Linked DNA regions of Mus musculus: region 2 is linked to region 1. The links are chromatin contacts, called in public Hi-C maps. All regions are on one chromosome and are shown on one strand. Each heading gives the region's core, a stretch centred on a gene start, on an enhancer-like site or on the middle of the called end of the contact. The rest is flanking DNA. Distances are from core to core; before and after follow the strand shown. Region 1 overlaps 7530428D23Rik (RIKEN cDNA 7530428D23 gene). Region 2 overlaps Gm31813 (a long non-coding RNA gene).

What was found. A called contact is a pair of places that touch in the nucleus more often than the background predicts.
Region 2: a Hi-C map of the N1E-115 cell line shows a contact between it and region 1, with 3 times the contacts expected there. The contact joins two enhancer-like sites. A contact is called at or near these places in 1 of 15 datasets of contacts at CTCF or cohesin (the NIH/3T3 cell line), 1 of 484 Hi-C or Micro-C datasets (the N1E-115 cell line) and 1 of 115 datasets of contacts at active chromatin or transcription factors (embryonic stem cells).

Annotation. Positions count from the first base shown.
Region 1 is chr3:21,768,318-21,775,006 of GRCm38.p6, reverse strand. The region is part of intron 1 of 7530428D23Rik (RIKEN cDNA 7530428D23 gene); the gene reads left to right. Among named protein-coding and RNA genes, the nearest start is that of 7530428D23Rik, 29 kb to the left of the region's middle. Within about 2 kb of position 4,631, at least 15 of the 459 cell types and tissues checked have an H3K27ac peak or open chromatin away from gene starts, as enhancers often do. A contact at or near this core is called in the N1E-115 cell line, where this site is marked.
Region 2 is chr3:21,855,844-21,863,394 of GRCm38.p6, reverse strand. It overlaps Gm31813 (a long non-coding RNA gene), which reads left to right. Exons shown (of 8, transcript XR_001783797.2): 8 at 1-333. Among named protein-coding and RNA genes, the nearest start is that of 7530428D23Rik, 59 kb to the right of the region's middle. Within about 2 kb of position 4,089, at least 8 of the 459 cell types and tissues checked have an H3K27ac peak or open chromatin away from gene starts, as enhancers often do. A contact at or near this core is called in the N1E-115 cell line, where this site is marked.

The DNA.
Region 1 (6,689 bases), core at 3,382-5,881:
CAAAAAAACAAAACAAAAGCAAAAACAAACAATCAAATCAAACCAAACAAGACTGACTCCAAGGAAACTTTGCCATGTGGACAGCAACAATCTGAAGAGGAGCTGCCCTTGCTTTGTTACTGTAACGAAATCTGTCTCTTGCCCCTATTGTATAAAGGAGAATGTTCAAATTATATGATCTGTAATTCTGTGCAAATAAGAACAGTACTGGGTGACAATCCCTTTAGTGACTTTCATCTAGAAATTCTTCCTTCATGCTTCGAAACGCCCAGCAATGCAAATTACTTTCACCCAGAAAGTGGTGATCCCTGGAAAGTAAAGATATGGAGAGGAGGGTGGTGGCTGGGCTGACAGAAGCAGGTGGATGCGTACAGATAGAAGGCTGTAGCTTAGGAGGTAACTGACATAGCTGTCTAGCAAGATCACAGTTCTCTACTGGAAGACTAAGGCTGGGGAGCCATCCTTGAGGGACACAGGGTCAAAGGTGACATGTACCTTGTAAAATCAAACCCAAGAGTGCCATAAGTAGATAGTGGATGGTGCCCTTCTCTGAAAAGCACCCGCCCTGCAGAGACCAGTGAAAAGAGGTCTGAAAAGCAGGACCATCAGAGACACAGTTAGGGAAGGTGGGAGTAGCCTGCCATGTCAGAGAACAGCTCCACCCAACCCAGGTGGGAACAAGCAGAGAGCTCACTTGCCACAGGGAAAACTGAGCTTAAGGGAATTCAAGAAAGCTAGGGATGCAGTTGTGGGAACTTTCTACCAAAGGGTTACATGAGACAAAGGGGCTTCTATCTAAAATGAAATTTGTAAAGATGCCATCTCACAAAACTCCCTTCCACAGTGAGGTTTTTTTTTTTTTTTTTAACTTTTTTCTTTCTTTCTTTCTTTCTTTCTTTCTTTCTTTCTTTCTTTCTTTCTTTCTTTCTTTCTTTCTTTCTTTCTTTCTTTCTTCCAGATCTCAGTATGTGCTTAAGGCTATGCTCTGTGCATAAGGGGACTTCTTGTTCTCAAAGGTTGCACCTTGCTTGTTAACAGCACTGCTTTCAGATAGCCACTTTTATAAGAATCTGAGGCCAACCTCTGACTACGCAAAGTAAGTTATAGGACACCTTTGTGCTAACAAACCCCTTTGAATAACATACCCAGCTGGACCCTGCTCAGGGTGCTTGTTGGTTCAGCTAATCACCCACCACCAGGCACCCTTCTGAAAAAGTATAAACCTTTTAGTTGCTGAAAACCTTGGATTGTGCAATCTTCTATATGACCTTAAATCCCAGCATTCAAAAGCCTGTGACAGGAAATAATATTACCACAAGTTCAAGGCAAGCCGGGGCTTAAAATCAATCAACCAATCAATTGAAAATCGGTACAAAAAATAAAAAAACAAGGAAAAAATTAATTATTAAAACAAAACAATAACATGTGAAAACAAGTCAGAAGTAAATAATTGTAAGCACAGACTCTGGAGCAGAAGAGAAAACCTGCAGAGCAGATCGCAGTGAACCTACATAATGAAATGTTAGGAAGGCACTGAAAAGAAAAAGTGAAGGTGGGTGTGCCGGGTGTGCTGGGTATGCTGGGTGTGTTAGCACACACCTTACTCTGCGAACTTGGGAGGAGGAGAGAGGAGAATCTAGAGTTCAAGGTCATCCTTGAGTCTATAAGGAGTTCAAGGCAGAATAGAATATGTGAGGTCCTGTGTCAAAACCAGACAGTGTGGACTTAATTCTTTTTGTGAGAGTGGCAGAAAGAGGGATCATCCTGAAAATATTATGTCCTAAAGAGTGAGGTGTGGTTAGTGTGTGGAAAAGGCCATGTATGTGAAACCGTGTGTATACTTAAACATACTATAGCCATCATTTTTTTCTATCTAGATAACAGTATTCAGTCTTTACAGATATTCAGTCAGAAGCAGGAGTCAGGCTGAGGCTCAGAAAAGTTCAGTAGAAGGGGAGACAGTAGAGCTTTGTCTATCTGCTTAGATGGTGCTTGCACTTTGCACTATGGTGAGCATTTGCTTTGTCATTTACAACCAGAGAGTGGTGAGGAAAAGTCATGAAGCATCTAGAAGACGCACTAGAAACTTCATTTGTAGTCAACCAGAGAAAGAGAGAGAAACTAAGCAACTGCTTAGTATAAACTATTCTCAGGAGTTGGACGGCACTCATTGCTAAGGGAAGAAATAAATTAGATATTAAGACTTTTGGGGGAGGAGAGAGATAGCTCAGCTAATAAAAGCACTTGCTATATAAGACAGAAGACATGAACTTTTTGGGGGAGTTCACAAGTTCTCTTGTAGCCCAGGCTGGTCTTATTAAACTTCCTATGTATCCAAGTGGCCTTGAATTTTCTGTCAGAAACAAATAAATCAACTTCAGAAACTACTACCTGAGTAATAGCTCTGCATGGTAGGGTCAGAGCCACATCCAGAAGAGTACTGACCAAGTATCAGTGGAGTAACCTATGGTAGAACAGGTAACCAGTAATGCCTGACCAGTGTCGCTCTTCAGATAGATGTCCACACACTGCTGGTACTAGGACAGACCTTCTGTCTGGCCTTTCCTAGGAAGATGCAGCCCAGCAGATCAACAGCCAGTGTTTTGGCTACTCCATTATCCTTGTAGAATGTTTAATCTAGAGGGTCCCTGAGTTTCAGTGTTCCTGTATTTTCATGAGAGTCCCTATGAAGCCTGGAGAATGGAAATTCTAGTGGGAAACGGAGATCTTTCCAAAAGATCTTCCTGAATGACTTCCTTTTGAGATTCTGGAAGAGGTTGTGTATATGTGAGGTAGGAAGTGGGGGGGAACATTCTTCAGCTTCTGGCTGGGCTGGCAGCCCAAAATTCTCCCCTTCCGAACCCCGCACCATATGGATACAGGAAAAAAACATAAAGGAAGTGTTCTACACCCTTGAGGAATGGATTGTGGGGGGTGAGATTGGGAAGAAGGAGGAAGGCACATTGCTGCCAGCAGCTTTGGACTAGCCGCAGCAGAGCTGGGGAGATGTCCCAATAACCATTTCAAAAGGCCCAGCTGGTCCTGCACTGCTGCCAGTCCTGATGACAGCCTGGGGCAGGTGTGCAGGGGGACCCATCTCATTTCCTTCCTCTCAGTTGCTCTGGCCCTTTTGGAGGAATGTCTCAAACAGAAAGCCACTGGAGAGCAGCCCCTGATTCAAGTTCCTGGGCCACATCATTAAACATAGTCATATTGGGAGCCACCCTTTCCCTTGCCAGGGAGAATGCAGTTACAAGCATACAAATAAATACTCCTAGTGCATAGGAGGCCCATCTCTTTTGTTATCACACAATTTCAAACTTGTAGGAGAGGAAGCATCAGCGAGCAAAGCCCCTTTCTCCTTCTCTTTCTCACTTACTCCTTCCTTTCTTCTTCCCTTCCTTCCCTTTGCCTTTCTGCTGTGATGTTGAGGATCAAACATAGGTAGTCCTGGACCACACAGCTTCACTCTCTGCTGCCCAGAACTCCACCATTGTGAATTAGGGATCTGGAGGAGGCAAATGTCCTGCTTACTGATGCCGCCATTGACTCATTGTTGGCTGAATTTGCTGATTCCTCCTCATCCATCTTTCCAGTCCTAGAACCTAACAGTGCCCAGTTCTGTAGACCGATTTTTTTTTTTTTTTTGGCATTTTGGTGTATGTCCAAGAAGAGATGAATATACCTAAGTGGTGTCTTAATTTTTAACGTATTTATCCTGTGACTATCTAGTGTCATGAACAACTGGAAAAATAGAAATTGTGATTTTGTATTGTTGTCTTTATTAGGTGTAAAAACTTGGAAAACATGGACAGAAGGAACTAAATATTAGCTGAAAATTAGACACTGTAGGACAGAGCATCTTCAGCATTTTTCACAGTTGGTCAATATTTTGATCATATAATCATCAGTGTTGAGAGGATCACTTCATATAAATACACAGTATACAAAATGGCAGAAGTATGCTTATGACCATTTTAGAATTTCTTTCCTGACTCAAGACAAAATTAATTTAACAATTTTTACACTGAAAGTCAAGTCACCAGCTCACATGGCAATTTGTAAGACTAATTAATACAACTCAAAATTATACCAACTATATACTTACATACTGAGGACAGATTCAGGGAAATATTAAAAGTCTTTTCTCTGTGTAATTAAACATTATATTTCTGTAAGAGCAGAAAGCTTGGTATGTACAGTAAAAATACTAAAATTCATAGCACACAATAATTCTTGAATCTGAGCCAGGGTGGGACCGAGTGTCGAGACATCCTGTGCAGTTCAATGAGCACAGGCATGTTCAGAAACTAGGCTGAAGCGAGGTCTTTTCCTAAAGCCCAGGTTTGTGCCCCCAGGAACATTTCATATGCGTTATGCATTTGATTTTGAGTTAAGTTTTGGTCATTGAACATTTTAAAAACGTTTATTGCTGCTGTTTTCTTTCTCTTTTATACTGAGGGGATCTGAGCCTCTTTTTCAGAAGTTGAGAATTAGAAGATCCAGCAGATGCAAAATGGGCTTATAGGTGGGAGAGATCTCAGCAGCTGGCAGGCAAGCAGCGAAGGACGAAGGACGGCGGACGGCAAGAGCTGCTCAGACACGAGCTGGATAAGAGGTCAGCAGTGTCCTGCAGTGAAGACAGCTGGCAGGACTGGAGCCAAGAAGCAACTAATGAAGGCAGGGCCCTCACAGCAGAGCACAGAAGCAACTGCAGAGATCTGAGGTGGGCTGCTGTGGGCTGAACTAAGTTATGAGAAGGGCAAGGGTCAGCCTTTCCAACTTGGACCTCGTGTCTTACCTGCATCAACAGCAAAGCGGACTGGATATTGAGTCTGGAATCTGTCAAGGCAGATTTCTCTAAGTTCCTCTGACACTAATCTGGAAATAGTTTAAAGGCAACAGAGGCTTCGGGGTTTTGGATGGTGTGTGTGTCACTGTGTTACTTGGCAACATTGCCTACAATTTAGAAAGGTGGGTGTTGAGAGCATCCTGACTATTCAGCCCAGAGTGGATCCTCAGTGTACAAAGAGAATGAGTTTAATGGTAACTTGGTGAGAATTTACATGAAAGTTTCTGGAGAAAATCTACTAGTGACAAAGGCTGGTGGTAAACCACAGCAAAGAGTATGTCAGAGATTCTAGAGTCAAATGTTTGTGATGCTTGTTCAGAGTAGTGCCGAGTAAGAGACACACTGGACCAGATGTACAGGGTATATGGGGCTAAAACTCTGGTGAAGAGGAAGGCAGGCCTAGTAGGAATCTGAAGCATTTGAATTATAGATGTTCCTCTTCTTGCCTTCTTTTGTTTCCTGCTCCCAGGTAATTTCCTTAGTGAAATATGAATTGCATAGATGGAACTTGATAGTATGCACATTCTTTGCAAAAGGCAGTTTCAGGGTTAATATGCAGTAATAAATAGATTTTCTGCTGTATAGATTTCTCTTGATATGCGTTGTTAACACCACATAATCATTAACATAAGAATCTGGGCTAGGCTGGTGGCTCCTACCTGTAATCCCAGCCTTTTAGAGGTAGAAGTAGAAAGATATGAGGCCAGTTTAGGCTGCATAGCAAGATATTGCCTAAAAAACTAAAACATTCATTCCTTTGTTATTGTTTTAATTAACATAATTGTTTTAATAATTATAGAAATGAGTAGACTTCCACATGATAGTTCTATATGTCAGTATGCTATATATTAGTCATCACCCTTCTTTGACCCCAATCAGATTAGTGTGTCAACTGGTATTATGCAGGCCTTTATCAGGCAACCATATTGTTGAGATTTCATGGGTGTAGTTTCCCTGTCATATATAGAAGGTATGATCTTGCAGCAAATGCCCTGGTCCCCTGGCTTTTACATAAAAATGATCTCTTCTTCCTTTGACAGGAGTTTGTGATGTGTATGAGTAGTTTGTTGGTAATCCCATATTTTTGCTGACTGATGAAGTGGAGAAAGGTAAGATAGTACATGGAGGATGTTACCAACGTCCCTTTATGTCCCTTCCAGGTCGCAGCACGTAAATATCTTCTCAGCCTCTTCTTAGGTGTCAGCATATTGGGTTGTAGAAAGATTCAGTGACCCAGGAAGATCACATAAAACCCTTTTTGTCATGGAGCTTACTGCAAGTGTCCCTGGATCCTTCTTCCCGAATCATGGTGACTAATGGCCCCTGACAAATTTCAGTCAATACCGACTCATCTGATGGGAGCAGTCACTGTATATCATGTGTGCTAACCTACAGGGCCCGCCTGCCAATAGCATGAAGTGTATCCTCACTTTACCAGCTAACAGGATAAATAATAATAACAGGACTCAAGAAGCCTCCTTCCTCATCCCTTTCATATCAACTTACCTGTGTGCTGATGTTCTGGGACTCATGATAGAGAATGGGGTCAAAGGTCTGGAAAAGGAAAGGAATATGTGTGGGGCTTATTTTCTCCTCTAATGTGGTGTGTGTGTGTGTGTGTGTGTGTGAGTTCACTTTTATATATGGAGGCCAGAGCTCAAAGTCCTATTTTCTTGAATTGTTGTTTTAGTTGGTATTTCATTGCTGTGAAGAAATACCATGATCATGGCAACTCTTATAAAATAAAATATTTCATTTGTACTGGATTACAGGCTATGAGGCTTAGTTCATTATTCTCATGGCAGGGAGCATGAAGGCATACAGGTAAACAGGGTAC
Region 2 (7,551 bases), core at 2,840-5,339, 89 kb before region 1:
AGAGTATATATAAAAGTGCCATAGCTCTGAGAGGGGGAGGCTCCTTCTACCTCTGTTGCTGCTGCTGGTGCCTGTTTCTATAGTTTGTTAAGTGGTCACGAGAAGAGAGACAAGAAGAAATTAGCTATCCTGATGATGAAGACTGGACTTGCTCCAAGGAACCCAACATCCTTAATCATCAGGAAGTAGTCTAAAGAGATCTTTGCTCCCCTTTTCCTCTAACTGTCTTTCTCTCCTCCCTAGTGTTGGGGGTTGGAAGGGGTTGGGATGGAGAAGGGTGGTAGATATAAGAACCCAATAAAGCAGCCAACATTGGACTTGTCTGTTCATGTCACAGAGGTCACTTTGCTGTTTCTTTTTGTGTGTACATGTGTATATGTGTTGTGTATATGTGCATGCATATATGTGTGCCAATAAGCAGAGCTCATGTAGAAGCTCTGGCCTCTGACCTCACATGATACATTGGGTATCTTCTTCTGTTGTTCTCCACATTAGTTATTTATCTTTGTGTGTGTGTGTGTGTGTGTGTCTCTGTGTGTGTGTCTGTGTGTGTGTGTAGCATGTGATTGCCAGGGTAAGAGGAACTTTTTAAAATTTTTGTTTTTACTTTTATTTTCACTCTTTATGTACAGTATATCCCAACCACAGTTTCTCCTACCTCTGCTTGCCCCAGCCCTGCCACATTCCCCACTCCCCCAGATTCACAATGAGCAGAGGATAAAGATCACAGGGACAGGCAAAAATCATCAGAGATACTCCCCCACAACCTCCCAGTTTTAGGAGTAGCACAAGAGCAGCAAGATATATAACCATAATGTATATGCAGAGGACCTAACTCAGACCCATATAGGGTTAGAGATTGTCACTTCAGTTTCTGTGAGCCCCTATGCGCCCTACTTAGTTGATTTTGTGGGTCATGTTTTTGTGATGTTCTTAGCCTCTCTGGTTCCTAGTATCCTTCCTCCCTCTTCTTTGGAGTTCCTCTGGCTTTGTGTAGTGTGTAACTGTGGGTCTCTACATCTGTTTGCTCCCATTAGTTTCTGAACCATGCCTTTCTGATGCTAATTTGGCTAGGAACTGATCTATGAATATAGCAGAATTACCCCCACCCCCTATTTGGTTCTGTCTTGGGTCAGAGGACCTCTTTCTAAGTTGTAGGTCCTGGGGTCCAAACACAAGTGTTCAGTCTCAGTGGCAAGCACCTTTACCTGTTGAGTTGTTTATTTGTTTCTCTAGACACTTCAGACTAGGGTCACTGAGAATACAGAGTTTTCCTGACCATACCTTGCCCTCTCTGCCTCTTTACACTTCTGCAGAGAATCTTCATAGAATAGTTCAACAGGGATTCTTTCCCCTATCAAACACTTACAATGCCAGAGCTTTCTAGCATGGTCAGATCATAGACACTGACAAAGAATTTTGGTTTTCTAAAAGCGTGTTTACCGTGAGCCACACAGTTTGTCTTTTAAAGAGCATGGCTGTATGGGTATGTGATGGCCCAGGTTTGTACTGGCATTCTCTCTCCTTTTCTATTCACAGTAATGTTTTCACTAATGTTTAACAATTGTCTTGTTATTCTTACACATCTATGTCTCATTGGGCACTTGCTTTCTGAACTTTAGAAGTAGACTCTGGTACCCTCTGACCTGCTTCAGTTCCTTCTCTGGTCTTCTCTGGTCACATTTGTTTGTTGTTAATATGCTCGCATCTTCTTAAACAAAGTCGCTCTTCTTTCCACATTTTGACTCATTGCTCTCAGGAAGTAGTCAGAGCTTATCCTGGCCTGAGCTCTTGAGTCCAATATACCATCTGCCTCCTTCTCCAATTTTAGTCATCTCTATGTTTTATAGAGTCACAGCCTCAACCCGTTAGAGTTTAATGGGACCTTTGGGAGCAAGCCAACTCCATCATTTCACAGATGAGAAAATTGAGTCTTAGGAAGGGATGGATTACAATTTGTCTACTCTCCTCGAGCTAGTGAGTCAGAGGGGTTGGATCGGAGTGCTAGACTCTTAATTGAACCATGACAATAAGCCCCACTCTATCTACACTGATACTGATCAACTTTTTAATTTTCCTTAACATATTCTATATATGTTTTCCCTTGAAAGCATTAATGTTTCTGCAAAACATTTAAACAACCTGAATTTCTTTTCTCTTATTGAGGAAGTCTATTTGGATTTTGTTTTGGGTCTGAATTGGGTCCTTAGACCTGGGTAGTTTGGAGAAGTGAGGCTAATATTCAGCCAGGAAAGGAGGGAAATAAATTGTGCAGTGTTCTGCTTGGACAGTCAGCAGCAATTATTCAAACTCTAGACTAGACAAGGAAGGCAGAAATACCACATGGAGCCTTTCTGAAGTGAACCTCAGATTGACCTTATGTGCGACATTGTTTTTCACAGATCTTTTGCTGTGTGGAGAAAAAGGTAGGCACATTACTATTACATTTAAATAGATAAGAGTTAAGAGTGTCATCATATCTTTTACCAGGCCAAGTTCCAGATAAAGCACACTTGCAAAGGAATTTACTGGATGAAATGGGTACTGATATTCACAATAATCTAGTAGTCTGGCAGATAGAGTACTATAGTAAAAAGGACAGGTTGCTGTTTCAGGAAATGATGCTTCTTAGCATTCATCAGGATGTCTTATCCTCTCCTGAGGTCAAATATTTGCTGATTCAGAAAGGAAGGGTGCAATTAGTTAATGAAATTAGCCACTATGTCACTTAAAAAATACTTAACTGGTTGGGGTACTGGCTCAGTGGGTAAACTGCTGTGGATCTGTCCAGTACCCATGCAAAGATGAATATGGTAGCATGTGTGTGTAAGCCAGGGGGCTTCAACAACAAATAGGAAGTGGAGGCAGGAGTCCATGGGAGTTTTGGGCAGCCAGCCTGGTTATACAGTAGTGAAAAAGAGGCCCTGTCTTAAACAAGGTGTGACCTTCACAGGCTTTGTGGCATGTGTGTCTCCCATCCCCACATACTACAGCATACATAAATAGACATAGATTAAAAACAAATAACAAGACAGAACAACAAAACTAACCCTGTGGATATGAAAGGAGGGTTTTGTATTCATGGCAAAAGATAGAGTAAAAGCCATAGACTGTTAACTATGTAACCAGCCAGTTATAGAAATCCTCTGAATTTCACTAGCATTTTGCCATGCAAAGTGTCATATTATCTTTAAAGGTCCCCACTATTGGAGACATTTGCCAGTATTGTGGGTGTGTTCTTACAAGCCAATTAAAGACATTTGGCCCTTGGAGGACAACATTCCATCTTTGCTACAGCAAAAACAAGACAGAAAATCTGCAGCCTGATATACTGTGCCAGGTGCCACAGGAAGAAATTCCAAACTCTCTTTTAATCCAATTGACACATGCAATATTTATTACGGAGCAGTGAGAGTTCATTACTTCATCAATAGGCTGAGAGATTAGATGATTTCTTTTTCAATTGGATAACTGGCTTATAATAATGGAATTCTAGATCAGGTGCGAAGCAACCAGCCGTCTTTCTTTTTATCCCACATTTGGTGCTGCAAACAAGGCACCTAAATTAGTTGAGGAACAAGCTGGAAAGAGCTTGCCTTCAGAATCATTTCCAGCAATGGGCTAGCTACTCACTGGAAATTATACAGCAAGCATTTAAAAAGCTGCCTTTGTCATATTTTCTGTGTTTTGCTGGCTGGGATTTCAGGCCAAACAAAGTTAAACCAGCTCTGTGGAGGTGGCTCTATTGCTTTCTTCCACAATTTTCACATTCTCTCTATATTACTCAAGTACTCCATCCTTAACAAGCTGCAGATGTTGCCTTGGGGAAGGACAATTGAAGCTGACTGTGTATACTTTCAGTAATCCTGGGATACTTTTGGGATCTCCACAAGTAGAGTTTGTATTGAAAACACTTGACAACTGTAAGATACCAATGACCAGAGGACTTGGGTCCGGATTCGATGCCTTCCTAGAAGACTGATGTGAGTCCTCCCAGAAGCTCTGTGGAGGGGTCATAGAACACACAGGTGAAAGGGGCACCCACAGTCTCCATTTCTTAATCCACTCACTCTGTGAGGGTGTTTGGCTGAATCAGCATCTAAGAATTTCTTCTCACTGTGTGTTCATTTCCCACCTTTGGATGCCAGTGGGGATTGAACCTAGAGCCTCTTATATTCTCAACAAGTACTCCACCACTAAGTGTCAGCCACCTGCCCAGACACACTCATTCTTCTTCAATTTTATGTTTCCGGGTGAAGGTTATTTTTTCTCAGTTTGAAAAAATTAGAGTCACCTCAATAGAATTCCCTCCACCAAACTGGCCTGTAGTCATACCTGTGGAACATTTTCTTATTTGCAACTTGATTCAGGAGGGTACCAGCTCACTGAGGGTGGAGCTATCCCTATGCAGGTGGGCCTGAGATGTACCAAAATGTTTAGCTAGGCAAACCTGGGAAGCAAGCCATTTAAGCAACATACTTCCTTGGTCTCTGCTGTACTTCCTGATTTGGCTTTCCTCAGTGATGTAGACTGACCTTATAAGCCAAACGGTCCTTTCCTCCATCCAGTTGCTTTTGATCATGGTGATTATCACAGCAACAGTCACATGTACAGACACACACAGTTGTTGTCAAGAAGAAACAAAACACTGTGCCTGCCTTCCTTATACGTTGGTAGAGGGACAGGGTCTTGCTTGCCAAGTTTCAGCTTTGTCTGGGCAGATTACTTCTTACACTGATCACAAAATAAATACCTGATATTTCCTGTAAATGTTCTATTTTTAAGTACGATATTAACCTGCCCAAAACATTGTGTTTGGAATCTAAATATTTGAATCAAAAGCCAAAAAGTTGTACATTGGGTGCCAGTCTTCTTCCATATTTTATATGGCCCAATAAATGTTAATGAGGTAATCATAAATAATTTAAATGGAACACTTTGACGTAAGAGTGTGAAGAGTCAGGGATGGTGAATTATAGCAGTTATAAAAATTATCTGGAGGAAAAATATGGGGCTTCTTTGTAGGGGTTGCCCATGCTACTTTCCGATTTTAGAAGCTAGAGACCTATTTCATTCAGAAAAGGGCAAGAGAGTGGGTATTACTGGGCTGCAAGATGATTCCACAGGTAAAGATGCGTGCTGCCAAGTCTGACAATCCAAGTTCAATCCTGAGTACACATGGTACAAGGAGACAACCAACTCTAACACACTCTCCTCTGACGTCCACATGATTGATGTAGTATGTACACTCTTAAGCTAAATAAATAAATGCAATATTAAAACTTAAAAATAAAAATAAAACAACGTTTGGTAACAACTGGTGCAGGGTGAGTGTAGGAAACCACCCGGAAGGTGTGGAGGTAGTTGTTTGGCTTCTCCTCTTGTCTTCCTTGCTATCTTCCTTTCCTGGACTCAAGCCTAGAGACTCACACATGCTAAGCAAAGACCTCTACCACTGACCCACACCTCTACTCCATTTTAATTTTTGTTTTGCATCAGGTTTCTCATGTGTTCCTCCTGCTTCGGTTTCTGAGTAACTAGTATGATAGGTGTAGAGAATGCCTCCCCCCCCCCCCAGCCCCCATCTTTCCAAAGGTTTGGTTTAAACTGCGCAAACCCTTTCCTCCCCAACTTGCTTCTTGGTCATGATGTTTTGTTCAGGAATACAAACCCTATGACAATCATTTCCCTATTCCACCCACATTTTAACACTATAATAAACACAAAAGGATATCTAACATTTTATTAGACAAAGTATAAGAAATTACAAAACTAGACTAAATTCAATTTGAAAATGTCTGAAATTTTTATTTCATGATTATGGTTAACATTTGTTGCTGGGACAAAAATAACAATTTAAGGAAGGAAGGGTTTACTTGAGTTCATAGTTTGAAGGTGCCCTTCATGCCAGAGATGTCATGGCAGCTGGACATGGCTGTGCATGCTGTATCAGCACCGGAGGGAGATGGATGCTGGTATTCAGTTCATGGTCTCCCTTTTGTTCCTTGCAGGACCTTAGCCCGTGAAATGGTGCTGCCCACCTGTGGTAAGGTAAGTGGTGTCCCATGTGTGTAGAGCCATTATTGTCTTCCAAAGATCTGGTGGGGAAGGTCCCCAAACAGGTTCTAATCCCAGAGCACTATCTCTGGAGTCAAATAGACACAAGTTTGAGTCCAGACTCATACGATCCACATCTCCAAGATCATGGAGGTATCTATGTCTAAGGACTTCCCACCTCAGTTAACCGAATCTGAGAAATCTCTCCCAGGCATGCCTGGGAGATTTGTTTCCAAGATAACTCTAGATTCTGCCAGGTTGACAAGTGGTAGCTGTAACACATGTTAACCAAAGTTCCTAAAGAAGAGGAGTTTGCCAGCTTTAAGATACACAATGGAAGGCGCCATATGTGTGTTCCCAAGGTGACTGGCACAAAGCACTGTTAACATGTGTGTTTTTTCTTCCAGCCCTACACTATGGAATAATGACTCAGATTCAAAGTATTTCTACTGATACCTGGGCCATATAGCTAGGTTTACTCTTTGACTAGCTAATAACTTAAAATAACCCATTTATCCTGGGTTCTGCCATGTGATGGCTTACCTCTGCTCAGGTACCATGTGTCTGTCCTCCTCACATCTTTTCTGGCAATGTCTCCTGAGCCTGGCTCTGTCCCAGAATCCTTTCTGCCTATTGGATATGCCACATCATATTCTACCCTTTCCTGTAGGCCATAGCTTGTTTAATTGACAAGTGAGGCATCCATACACTACACAGGCTATTCTTTCTACAAAGCCCCTGTGACCTGTACTTCATTGTATACAATTCAGCAGTGTCCTGAAGCCTGAGACTGACTTCAACATAGCTCAAAATCGCTTTGCAAAGTGTTTGGTATACAATATGTGGTTTTAGGATTTAAAACTATGCCTGGGGACACACTCAGTTCATAAATTACCTGATATGCAAGTATGATGACCTAAGGCTGGAACTCTACCATCCATATGATGTAAGCCCAGTGCTCCCAGGATCACTGGGAAAGAGGCATGAGTCAGGATATCACTCGAATGTATTGGTTAGCGAGTCTAGCCACATAGATAAACTTCAGATACTGTGAGAGACCTAACCTTAAAAAGGAGTGGGGAGAGTAATAGAGGAAGTCATTGGTTGTCAGCCTTTGGCCTTCACAGGTGTTCAAAAATGTAAGTGCACCCCATCTATACTCCACACTAACACAATCTCTCTCTTCCTTCCTTTCTCTCTCTCTCTCTCTCTCTCTCTTTCACACACACACACACACACACACACACACACACACACACACACAAAAGCTAAGAAAAACAAATATGTACCAATTATAAAACTTCTCTAAGGCATATTTCTACATTATTAATATATAATTTTTATGGAAAATAGCATAAAATAATAATTGAGGTAACCTAATTGCCTTAATGTCAGCTCACTGCCTAGGACCAATTAGAATCAAAAAGGGATGAGCGTGCTTCCATGGTGAGGTAGACTCAGAACTTTATATGATGGCACTTCCCAGGGTGTGAG